3 separate regions of the Sus scrofa genome follow, and regions 2 and 3 are each linked to region 1. The links are chromatin contacts, called in public HiChIP or PLAC-seq maps. All regions are on one chromosome and are shown on one strand. Each heading gives the region's core, a stretch centred on a gene start, on an enhancer-like site or on the middle of the called end of the contact. The rest is flanking DNA. Distances are from core to core; before and after follow the strand shown. Region 1 overlaps IFNAR1 (interferon (alpha, beta and omega) receptor 1). Region 2 overlaps CRYZL1 (crystallin zeta like 1). Region 3 holds the start of DONSON (protein downstream neighbor of Son).

Region 1 (3,515 bases), core at 557-3,056:
ACCGTATTGTGAGTTTCCTGAGGGCGAGGACTATTTACCCCTGTGACCTGCTCCTCCCACAGAGTGTCTGGCATATTATAGGTACTCAGTGAATATTTACTGACTTAGTGTGTTTGGAATAAAAAAAAAAAAAAAAAATTCACTTTTTTTTTTGTCTTCAAAGTGCCTTTTTAAAAAAGATTCCTGAGGACCATTCAGACAAGTGGAAACAAATACCAAACTGTGAAAATGTCAAAACGACCCATTGTGTCTTTCCTCAAAATGTTTTCACGAAAGGAATTTTCTTCATCCGTGTCCAAGCATCTAATGGAAATAGCACATCTCTTTGGTCCGAAGAGAAGAGATTTAATACTGAAATGCAAAGTAAGCTGATAGTTTTCATCTTTCCATGGTAATCATGGTAATTCTCCAATTTGCTGTAAATTCTTTTTTTTTAAAAACAAAAAGGTGGTCTAATTTGAACTTTGTGTCTTTACACATTTCTCCTAGCTATCCTGTTTCCTCCCGTCATCAACATGAAACCCATAAATGATGCTTCACTGCGTGTCGGTATCGGTGCTCCGAAAGAATCTGAGGACAAGTCTGTGAACCAGCTTTACCCACTAATTTATGAAGTTATTTTTAGAGAAAACACTTCAGATACTGAGGTATCATAAAGACTGTGTGGTATACGCTTGTAATTCAGAGTTACAACTGTGATTTGGGTAAACACAGCTCAAAGTTAAGATTTTAGGGAAATTTTTAAACTTGAAGGCTATGTGAGGAGTTCCCGTTGTGGCTCAGCGGGTTAAGAACCCCACATCGTGTCCGTGAGGACACGGGTCTGATCCCTGTCCTTGTTCCGTGGCTTAAGGATGCAGCGTTGCCATGAGCTATGGTGTAGGTTGCAGACACGGCTCGGAGCTGGCGTTGCTGTGGCTGTGTAACCTTCGGCAAAGTGCTTGCCCTCTGAGGCTGTTTGAATACTCATTGCATATCAGGTACTATGCTAAGTATTTTATATGAATGGTCCCAATCATTCTTTAAAACAACCCTGCCGGTTTGATCTGTTAAATTGCTCTTCTGCAAATTCGTAGAATGGAGTGTTCCTTTCTGCTTCACGGATGCCAGGCTGTAGACAGTGGACCGTGACGTGCACCTGTGTGGCTTGTTTCTGTGCTTCTCCCATTTGCCGAGAGGAAAGGAAGCACCAGGTCTCTGGTCCAGGGCAGAGGAGAGACTGTGGAGCAGACCTGAACTTGACCCACAGTCTCAGCGAGGGCTCCCCAGCCCACTGGGACACTCACCAGGGAGAAAAATAAATATGTTGTGAGCCGCAGGCTGTTTTGTTACACAACATTTCCCAACATTATTTTGTTGTAATGTTTTCTTACACAACGTTATTGTGGCAATAGCTGACTAATACAAACAAGAAGTCATAGTTGTCCTTATTGTACAGACCTGGAAATAGGGCCCAGAGGAATTAAATACCTCGCATAAAGCCTCTTAGCTCTAAATGATATTTTGATTCAGGCAGTTTGAGGCCAGAACCCCTGCTCTTAATTATTCTGCCACTAAGCAGAGGGAATACAATGGCAATCAAACCAAATCAGGGGTTCCCATTGTGGCTCAGGAGAAACGAATCCGATGAGGAGTCATGAGGTTGCAGGTTCGACCCCTGGCTCGCTCAGTGTGTTAAGAATCTGGCATTGCCATGAGCTGTGATGTAGTTGGCAGATGCAGCTTGGATCCTCTGATGCTGTGGCTGTGGCATAGGCCGGTGGCTGCAGCTCTGATTTGACCCCTAGCCTGGGAACTTCCATATGCAGTGGGTGTGGCCTTAAAATGAAGAAGAAAAAAAACACACACAAATGAGCGTGTTACTGATAAACAAGCTGTCTTAGGAAATGCTGTATTCTTTTTTTTACAGTAGCTTTTTTTTTTCTACCATCTTCATGGTATGGGGGTGTTCCTGGGCTGGGAATCAAACCCTCACCACAGCAGTGACCCAGGCTACTAGAGTGACAAGGCCGGATCCTTGCACCACAAGGGATCGCCAGCATTTTTAACTTTTTTTTTTTTTTAGTCTTTTTACTATTTCTTTGGGCCGCTCCCGCGGCATATGGAGGTTCCCAGGCTAGGGGTCGAATCGAGCTGTAGCCACTGCCCTACGTCAGAGCCACAGCAATGCGGGATCCAAGCCGCGTCTGCGACCTACACCACAGCTCACGGCAACGCCGGATCGTTAACCCACTGAGCAAGGGCAGGGACCGAACCCGCAACCTCATGGTTCCTAGTTGGATTTGTTAACCACTGCGCCACGATGGGAACTCCCAGCATTTTTAACTTTTAAGTTTGGTTATCGTGTTGTCCAAAAAAATTTCTATGTCTTAAACATATAGCAACTAAGCATTTGGGAGAGGCCAATCTCAGATTGACTATTTAAAGAATTCAGAAAATTGGGAATTCCCCGTCATGGTACAGTGGAAACAAATCCAACAGGAACCATGAGGTTGTAGGTTCGATCCCTGGCCTCGCTCAGTGGGTTGAGGATCGGCGTGGCTGGGGCTGTGGTGTAGGCCGGCAGCTGCAGCTCCACTGAGACCCTTAGCCTGGGAACCTCCATGTGTACGGGTGCACCCCTTCAAAAAAAAAAAAAAAAAAGAGAATTCAGAAAATAAATACTCGCTATATGATTTCACAGGTACTAAACGTTCTCAATGACTTATTTTTTTATAGAGAGACGTTCTAGAGAAGAGAACGGATTTTACTTTCTCTAACTTGAAACCACTGACTGTGTATTGTGTCAAAGCCAGAGCACTCATCGAGAATGACAGGTGGAATAGAAGCAGTGTTTTTAGTGACACTGTGTGCGAGAAAACCAAACCAGGTCAGAGCCTCTTGTCGTATCTTTTCTTTTTTCGTGTAATGAAACAATAAAATTGTGAAATACTTCCTTTTTACCATAAAAATAGAATATCTTCTCTGTGAGCTGTGTGTCAAAAGTGGACCTTTGCGCCAAGGCTGTCGATCGTTTTAGAAAATATTTTCGATACCTTCGTTCAGTGGTTCTTGCACGCTCTATATTTCACGCATATCCACATGATGGTCTTTCATTAAAATAGTTAATGATGGAGGTCCCGTCGTGGCCCAGTGGTTAACGAATCCGACTGGGAACCGTGAGGTTGCAGGTTCGATCCCTGGTCTCACTCAGTGGGTTGAGGATCCGGTGTTGCCACGAGCTGTGGCGTAGGTCGCAGACGAGGCTCGGATCCCGAGTTGCTGTGGCCCTGGTGTAGGCCTACAGCTACAACTCCAATTGGACCCCTAGCCTGGGAACCTCTATATGCCACGGGAGCAGCCCTTGAAAAGGCAAAAAGACACACACAAAAAGCTAATGATAATGATAATTTTCATATAATCCCTAATGTAATCGTCATGTGGAAATCCCTTAATTAGTCCAGTTGTGGGTTTTGGTGTGTGAGAAGGGTTTAGACCTGCTCTGTATGTGACGGTGCCTCGTGTTGACTTGGAAC
Region 2 (3,515 bases), core at 686-3,185, 280 kb after region 1:
CAGTGGAAATGAATCTGACTAGGAACCATGAGGTTTCAGGTTCGATCCCTGGCCTCGCTCAGTGGGTTAAGGATCTGGCATTGCCACGAGCTGTGGTGTAGGTCACAGACTCGGCTCAGATCTGGCGTTGCTGTGAGCTGTGGTGTAGGCTGGTGGCTACAGCTCCGATTGGACCCTTAGCCTGGGAACCTTCATGTGCCGAGTGCATGGCCCTGAAAAGACAAAAAAAAGCCAAAAAAAAAAAAATTGCAAAATGGCATTAACTATGGATTTTTTTAAAAAAATTTAAAGTTTCTAGTAAATTTTTAGTTTTTCAAGGATAGTAAGGGAGAAGCTCTGTACAATTCAAGTTGGATGTGGAGAGTGGAGCTGGGAGACAACCAAGTCAGTCTGTGGTCTTCAAACAGATGAACTGGGACTTTTTTTTTCCTCTGGAACCTTCAGCCTAGCTATAGGCTGGGGCCAATCAGAGAAGGGCTGCACCAAAGACAATAACAACTACCGGTCATCTATCTATCATATCTACAGCCAAATAGTCAAAAGTCTCTTTATCAATGGATATTTGAGAGTAAATGCCAAAACTCGAGTAAGTACTTTTATATGACACAAGGTTGCAATAAACATTAACAACTGCATAGCAAAAAGGAAGAGACAACAGTAAAACAGAGGGCTTGAAATAGGACTAATACAACCTGTAACTTACCAACTACTTCATCATCTGGTTCGAAGAATGATACCTTGCTTCCAACTAAAGAGTGGAGAAAATTAATCATCAGTATTATCAGGTTATTAAATATAACCTATTAAAAATTTTTTTTGGTCCTTTATCCTTTTAGGGCCGCACCCATGGCATATGGAGTTTCCCAGGCTAGGAGTCTAATCGGAGCTGCAGCCGCCGGCCTACGCCAGAGCCACAGCAACACCAGATCCGAGCCATGTCTGCAATCAACAGCACAGCTCATGGCAACACCGGATCCTTAACCCACTGAGCGAGGTCAAGGATTGAACCCGTAACCTCATGGTTCCTAGTTGGATTTGTTTCCGCTGTGCTGTGACGGGAACTCCTAAAATAAATTTTAAAAGCTACGGACTGATAAAAAGTCACTAAGTCAGAGACAAGGTCAAGAACTCCTAGGACATTTTGATAGCCTCTAAGGACAAGATGGAACACTTCAAATCTGGATTCTTTACAAAATCTGGGTCATGTGGTTGTGGATATCTTGGAGAAGGATGTCTCTCTGTTTAGCTAAGGATGAAGGAAAAAAGGAAAATAACCCAGTCCATAGCTCTTACGATAATTACACTGGATACCTAGGGTTCCCCACCTCCTGTGGCTACTCTAGCCCATCATTATTTTAGTGGCAGAATTTCAGATGCACAATGGGGAATTCTGGTTAGAGATCCATACAAAATTACTTCAATTTGGGATTACAAAAATAAATTCAGAATTGTGCCAAGAAATCTGGGGCACTATACAGAAGGGATAGTTACGAGAAAAGGTCTCCATCATCAGTCAGTTCTTTAGAATATTTCTGTTCTGATAGTTACAGTCGGAAATAGGAGTAAAAAAACCAAACCTCCTTGAATGCCTACTTGTGCCAGAATTTTAGCACATGATCACATTTAATCTTCAAAGCATACTTATTGAGCAGATATTACTATTCTTTTTTTTTTTTTTTTTTTTTTTTTTTTTTTTTTTTTTTTTTTTTTTAGGGTCACACCTGTGGCATATGGAGGTTCCCAGGATAGGAAACCTAGAGCTAGGAAACCAGGAGCTACAGCTGCCCGGCCTATGCCACAGCAATGTCAGATCCTCAACTCACTGAACGAGACCAGGGATCGAACCTTCAACCTCATGGTTCATAGTTGGACTCACTTCCGCTGTGTCATGACGGGAACGCCCAGACATTACTGTTCTTGTTTAACGGATGAGGAAGCTGAGGTGGAGCAGGGAAGTGAGCGAGAAGCCTGCTGCATAAAAGTGGCCTCTCTGGCCCTGGCAACCAAAAGGCCCCAGTTTGCTGCTGCTTTGCATTCCTCCTGTGCCATCATCCCCAATACTTTTTGCTTCGGTACTTTACTCTTTCCCTTCTGCTGAGGATTCCTGTCTTCCTGAAATCACTCTGATCCTTTCTTTTTGGCTTGCTTCATTTTTAATTGTCCTTCAAACAGTGGCACTGACAAAGGTTCTATGCTGTCTGTACAGCTCTTTCACTTCTCTCTCCCTGAATGAGCTCATCAACTTGCTATTATTTTATTTAATTTATTTATTTATTTTTGTCTTTTGTCTTCCTAGGGCCATACCCGTGGCATATGGAGCTTTCCAGGCTAAGGGTCCATTTGGAGCTACAGCTGCCAGCTTACGCCACAGCCACAGCAATGCCAGATCCGAGCCATGTCTGTGACCTACACCAAGCTCACGGCAACACCAGATCCTTAACCCACTGAGCAAGGCCAGGGATCGAACCCGCAACCTCCTGGTTCCTAGTCAGATTTGTTTCCACTGCACCAATCCAACTTTCTATTATTTTAAATACAACCTGTAAACTGACAACTTTCAAATCGATGTATTTCCAGCCTAGATCACTCACCTCTGAGCTGAAAGTTACTAGATATTTCCAGGGGGATACCACTTAGCCACTCTGAATGCAAGTATAAATCCTAAACTCAGGGTCTTTCTCCAAATCAGATCCCCTTCCCTTATCCATGTGGCAGCAATTCATAGCTTAACCAGAATCTTGTAAACCATTCCTGGCTTTGACCTGTTTTAGATTAACCTGGTCCAGTCAATTATTAAGTTCTGCTGATACTGCACTGTCAGTGTGTCTTGGATCCATTCGCCACCTCTGCCACCACTGTCTCCACTAAGTTCTGGGCTTTGCCATTTTGCGCCTATTGGTCTACAACCCAAACAGTCCTCTTGCCTACAGCCTGCTTTGCCTCCCTTTTGAAGCTGCCCTTTCAATGGCCACTCTAATACTCTCTCTACAACCAAATCTGAGATATGAGCTCAGCATGGATCTGGCCCTCGCCTACCCTCTTGCCTAATTTTGGGGCAGGGAAGGAATCAGCATTCATATCGTTAAAATACTTTGTTCAGTATCTTCTCTAATGACTCTGAGTAGAATTTTGAGGGAGAATTTTCTTGACAAAATGTTTTTCTGCTGCCAAGTACCTTGCCTATGACTCCTGCCTAGAACTTAATTTTGTTCCAGCAACACCAAACTCTGTAATTCTTATATATATCACATTATTACTTGCTTTTGTGTCTTTGCTCAAGAGATCTTCTCTGCTGAGTGTGATTTTCCTCCTGAGGCCCCTTTCAGTCTGGGTGACTTCCTCCGAGAACCTTTCCCAACCTTCTGGCTGGGTGGGCACCTCTCCTTGGAGCTTTCAGAATAATCTGCTCATGCCTGTATATCTCTGTCTCTACCCCAGATTGTGAACTCTTGCAGGGCAGGGACTTTGTCTTATTTATCTTCACATCCTAAGCACTTAGCAAGTCTTCATTAAAT
Region 3 (3,515 bases), core at 262-2,761, 260 kb after region 1:
CTCACCTGGCCTTCAAGTTTCTCAATAAATCCGAGGGCAGGAATTCACATGCACCCAAATCAGTGTATCAGTATTTCACTTCAAATTTGTGTCTGAACTTTACTCTCAAGACGGAAGCGGGGGAAAGGCAGGTAATTTGCACAACTCATAACGCAATAATCAATCATCTCAATTCAAAAGATCCAAAAGGTTTTGGGCTAAGACAAATACCAGTAAATTCTGACTCCATGAATCCTCAGTATTCCTTCAACTGCAGGATCATTTTGAGCACGTGAAAAGGGAAGCCCAGAATCACGCTGGGAAGAGCGTCTCGTAACCTTCCCAGCACACAGCGGCCCTCCCGGAGTTGTTCTAGGATTGTTCCGCGCTCTCTCCCCCGGTCTCTAACCCCCGACGGGACGGTTGCAGCCCAAACTCCCCGGGCCGGGCTCCGGACTGGACCGAGGGAATGGGGTCCTCTCCTCAGGACCCGCGGGCGCCGCACGTCCCGCGGCGGCTGGCGGAGCGCACTTCACGCCCCCCGGACCTGGCAGAGCAGCCGCCTCCCAAGTTTAGGGCTCCCTGGGCGGCGGGCGGCTGGCACTTGGCGCCCATTTCCCTCCTGGAACGCGAGAACTCGCCACCCCTACCTCACAGCCGAGTCGACCCACAAAGTACAAGAGCCCCTCGGCCCCCAGGCACGAAGACACTCACCGGGCCCGGTGCCTCCTGCTGGCTGCGGGGCGGCCCGTCGGGAGGCTCGGAGGCGGCCCGCGGCCGGTTGTCCAGTCGAGCGAAGGGGTTTCTTCGGGCCGCGGCCGGGGCGCCGCCGCCTCTGCTCGCCGCCGCCGGGAAGGGGCGGAGAGGCAGCCCGGCCGCCAGGGCCGCGCGGCGGGTCGTCTGCTCAGGCCGCTCCTTGGGCGGGGGAGCAGCTCCAAGGCTCCGGCCCCTTTTCCGTCGGAGCCGCAAGGTCTCGGGCGGCCTTTTGAAACTGGGCGAGTAGCCGGGAACTGACAGAGCCATGACGCGCGGCGAAGGCCGAGGAAGGGGAACCCGCAGCCCGGTAGGCGCTTCCCGCGCGCGCCAGCCCCGCCCCACTACGCGGCCCCGCCCCCGAGGCTCCTCGCGGCGCGTGCGCCGTCAGGCGCTCACGAGGCCCCGCCCCCGGCTTGCGCCTCCGGGGCTTCGGGTGCTCCAGTGCCCAGCGCTTCCCGGGACGCCGCCTTGGCGCTCCTTCCTGCTCCGAGGATGCAGTCGGGTCGCCGGGTGCTAAGTGGCTGGGAAGCGCGCGGTCCAAGGCACCGGAATAGCCGAGCACTATTTAAATCCGAAGCAGGGTGTGATGAGCCCCGGGCAGGGCGCCAGGATGAAAAGGAAACGTCACACTTGAGCTCGCCTCGATAAGCTTTCGGAAGTGCAGTGTTCAGGTCCAGAGCTGGAAAGAGTGGCCTGGGCCTCCTCCCCCAACCCCCCAAAACGGAGAACCCGGATAGGAAATCAGCACGCTGGCTGTGCAAGCGTAGCCTCCCGGCCCCCTTCCCAAGCATCGCCACTGCAGCCTTCCACGCAAACACTGCAGTAGCCGCAGGCGAGTTATTGTGATGGTCCTGATGGATCCTGAGGAAACCCTGGAGTGAATGAATATTTGAAAAAAAAAATTAAGTTGCTATGGGCTAGATCCTTTCAGGCTTGAAGATATATTCAAATGATTAGGTTAGGACAGCAAAGGCTTGTTAAAGAAGGAAGGTATTGAGAAGAGAGTGTAATACAAAAGTAATGTTATTTTGATACAGCAGGAGATTCCAACAGCTTTATAGATAGTAGCATGGCTTCTGCTTAAAGCAGTTTTCATCATGGAAAGAATTTTAGAAGAGGCAAATATATAGAAACAATAACTAAAAAGCCTTTTAGAATATTCCCTTTAGATGCTAATTTTAGAATTGTCTTGAGTATTTTTTCAAGTACTTCTCAAATACTTCAAATAACCCTGAGCATCTTGTCTCAGCAGGAAATATGCTTAAAAAATGTAAAAACTTGCTTTTATCTTCCTTAACTTTTCCCAATTTCCAAGGCAACTCAGGCTTCAAATACTGGAATAGGCTCATCCAACTGAGGTCTGAGAAAGAACAAAATTAAAATTGAACAACTTGCTTCTTTCTTCGTTGATTTTTCTGAACAACTTCCATGGTAACTTTTGCCTCGTATAGTGGAATAGGTTCATCCAATTGAGGTCTGAGGAAGAATGAAATTATTAGAAATGTCAGGTCTAGTTAAGGATGAGTAGAGTACATAGAATGGTAGTTGACAACTGCTATAGTTCCACTCTATTACTTTAAATAAACTTGTCTATTAATATTTCCATTGTTAAATTTTTAAGTGGTTAAATTTTGAAGGGGGAAAATAGCTATTTAATCCACTCCCTCTTTTTTGATAAACAGATCCAACTAAGAAACAAATAACAAAACAGTACTTTTCCCTCCTGCCAAGTTGTGGGTTATTTCAAGTTGCTTTGGGAGAGGTGATGAAGGCGAGTAAGGGGTGAGGTACAGTATGGAAGGGAGGAAGGAAAACTCACAAACCACTTGTATCTTAGGGAATACTTACTGGTGTATCATAAGATATGCTTTGAGAAATATTAAAGAGCAGCTATTTATCTAAACAAAATAGCAAAATATGGAGGTGACAGGTATACTAAGAAAGCTGAAACAAAAATGGGAATGCCCATTTTAACTGCCGAGGATAAAAAAATTAACTAGAACAATGAAGCTGGTCATTTAGCATACCTAAAAACACCAGTTGATAACTTCTCCATCACATCTTTTAAGATACGTAGCTGGAAAGACTGTTAAGGTGGCAACGCAAAGAAGAGAGGAGTAAATCAAAACCATTTGATAAGCAGAGGGTATTAGGTAGGTCACCTATGTTGTTCTTTTTCCTTTTTTTGGCCGCCTGTGGCAAATGGAGTTCCAGAGCCAGGAATCAGATTGGAACCGCACTTGCGACCTAAGCCACAGCTGCAGCAATGCCAGATCCTTAACCCACTGTGCCGGGCTGGGGATCGAACCTGCATCCCAGCACTCTCAAGACGTTTCGCCACAAGGGGAACTCCTGTTGTTGTTGAACAGAAATGCTGTAAGCTGTCAAATTTACCTCTAAAACAGGAAAATGGGGGAACTGATTTGAGCAAGGTGGTGACATAATAAATAGAGCCCATACTTCTAGGGCCACGTGATGAGAGAAGCAAGCCTAATGCCCATCCTAAGTAATGACTAGTGTTATCCCAAATGGATACTAACAGAACTGGGTCAGGGGTTCATTTTAGCACTTCGAATGGTATTTTTAGTTAAAAACAATTTTAGCACTTGCCTCTCTTACTTTGGGTGCACATTTATTATTAAGCCAGATGATAATATATATGCAGGAAAGTTAATAATCTGTAGGTGGGTGTAACATATGCTACGAAGAGAACTAAAGGAGTGTAAACTTAAAACCTCTAGTCATTTAATTAAAATTCTAATATTAGGACTGAGAGTCTC

Evidence for each region. HiChIP or PLAC-seq counts read pairs in DNA pulled down with a chosen protein or histone mark.
Region 2: an H3K27ac HiChIP or PLAC-seq map of alveolar macrophages shows a contact between it and region 1. The contact joins two enhancer-like sites. A contact is called at or near these places in 2 of 47 Hi-C or Micro-C datasets (embryonic fibroblasts and retroperitoneal adipose tissue) and 1 of 2 datasets of contacts at active chromatin or transcription factors (alveolar macrophages).
Region 3: an H3K27ac HiChIP or PLAC-seq map of alveolar macrophages shows a contact between it and region 1. The contact joins the promoter of DONSON here to the enhancer-like site in region 1. A contact is called at or near these places in 5 of 47 Hi-C or Micro-C datasets (embryonic fibroblasts, epiblast stem cells, heart right ventricle and 2 more) and 1 of 2 datasets of contacts at active chromatin or transcription factors (alveolar macrophages).

Annotation. Positions count from the first base shown.
Region 1 is chr13:196,943,040-196,946,554 of Sscrofa11.1, forward strand. It overlaps IFNAR1 (interferon (alpha, beta and omega) receptor 1), which reads left to right. Exons shown (of 11, transcript NM_213772.1): 7 at 164-363; 8 at 490-647; 9 at 2,719-2,869. Among named protein-coding and RNA genes, the nearest start is that of IFNAR1, 19 kb to the left of the region's middle. Within about 2 kb of position 1,807, at least 2 of the 83 cell types and tissues checked have an H3K27ac peak or open chromatin away from gene starts, as enhancers often do. A contact at or near this core is called in alveolar macrophages, where this site is marked.
Region 2 is chr13:197,226,341-197,229,855 of Sscrofa11.1, forward strand. CRYZL1 (crystallin zeta like 1) reads right to left here. Exons shown (of 13, transcript NM_001098596.1): 5 at 704-748. Among named protein-coding and RNA genes, the nearest start is that of CRYZL1, 20 kb to the right of the region's middle. Within about 2 kb of position 1,936, at least 3 of the 83 cell types and tissues checked have an H3K27ac peak or open chromatin away from gene starts, as enhancers often do. A contact at or near this core is called in alveolar macrophages, where this site is marked.
Region 3 is chr13:197,202,732-197,206,246 of Sscrofa11.1, forward strand. It overlaps DONSON (protein downstream neighbor of Son), which reads right to left and starts at 1,512. Exons shown (of 10, transcript XM_013990191.2): 1 at 694-1,512. The coding sequence starts at 1,002. CRYZL1 (crystallin zeta like 1) reads right to left here. Exons shown (of 13, transcript NM_001098596.1): 12 at 2,763-2,808; 13 at 1,742-2,211. The coding sequence ends at 2,112.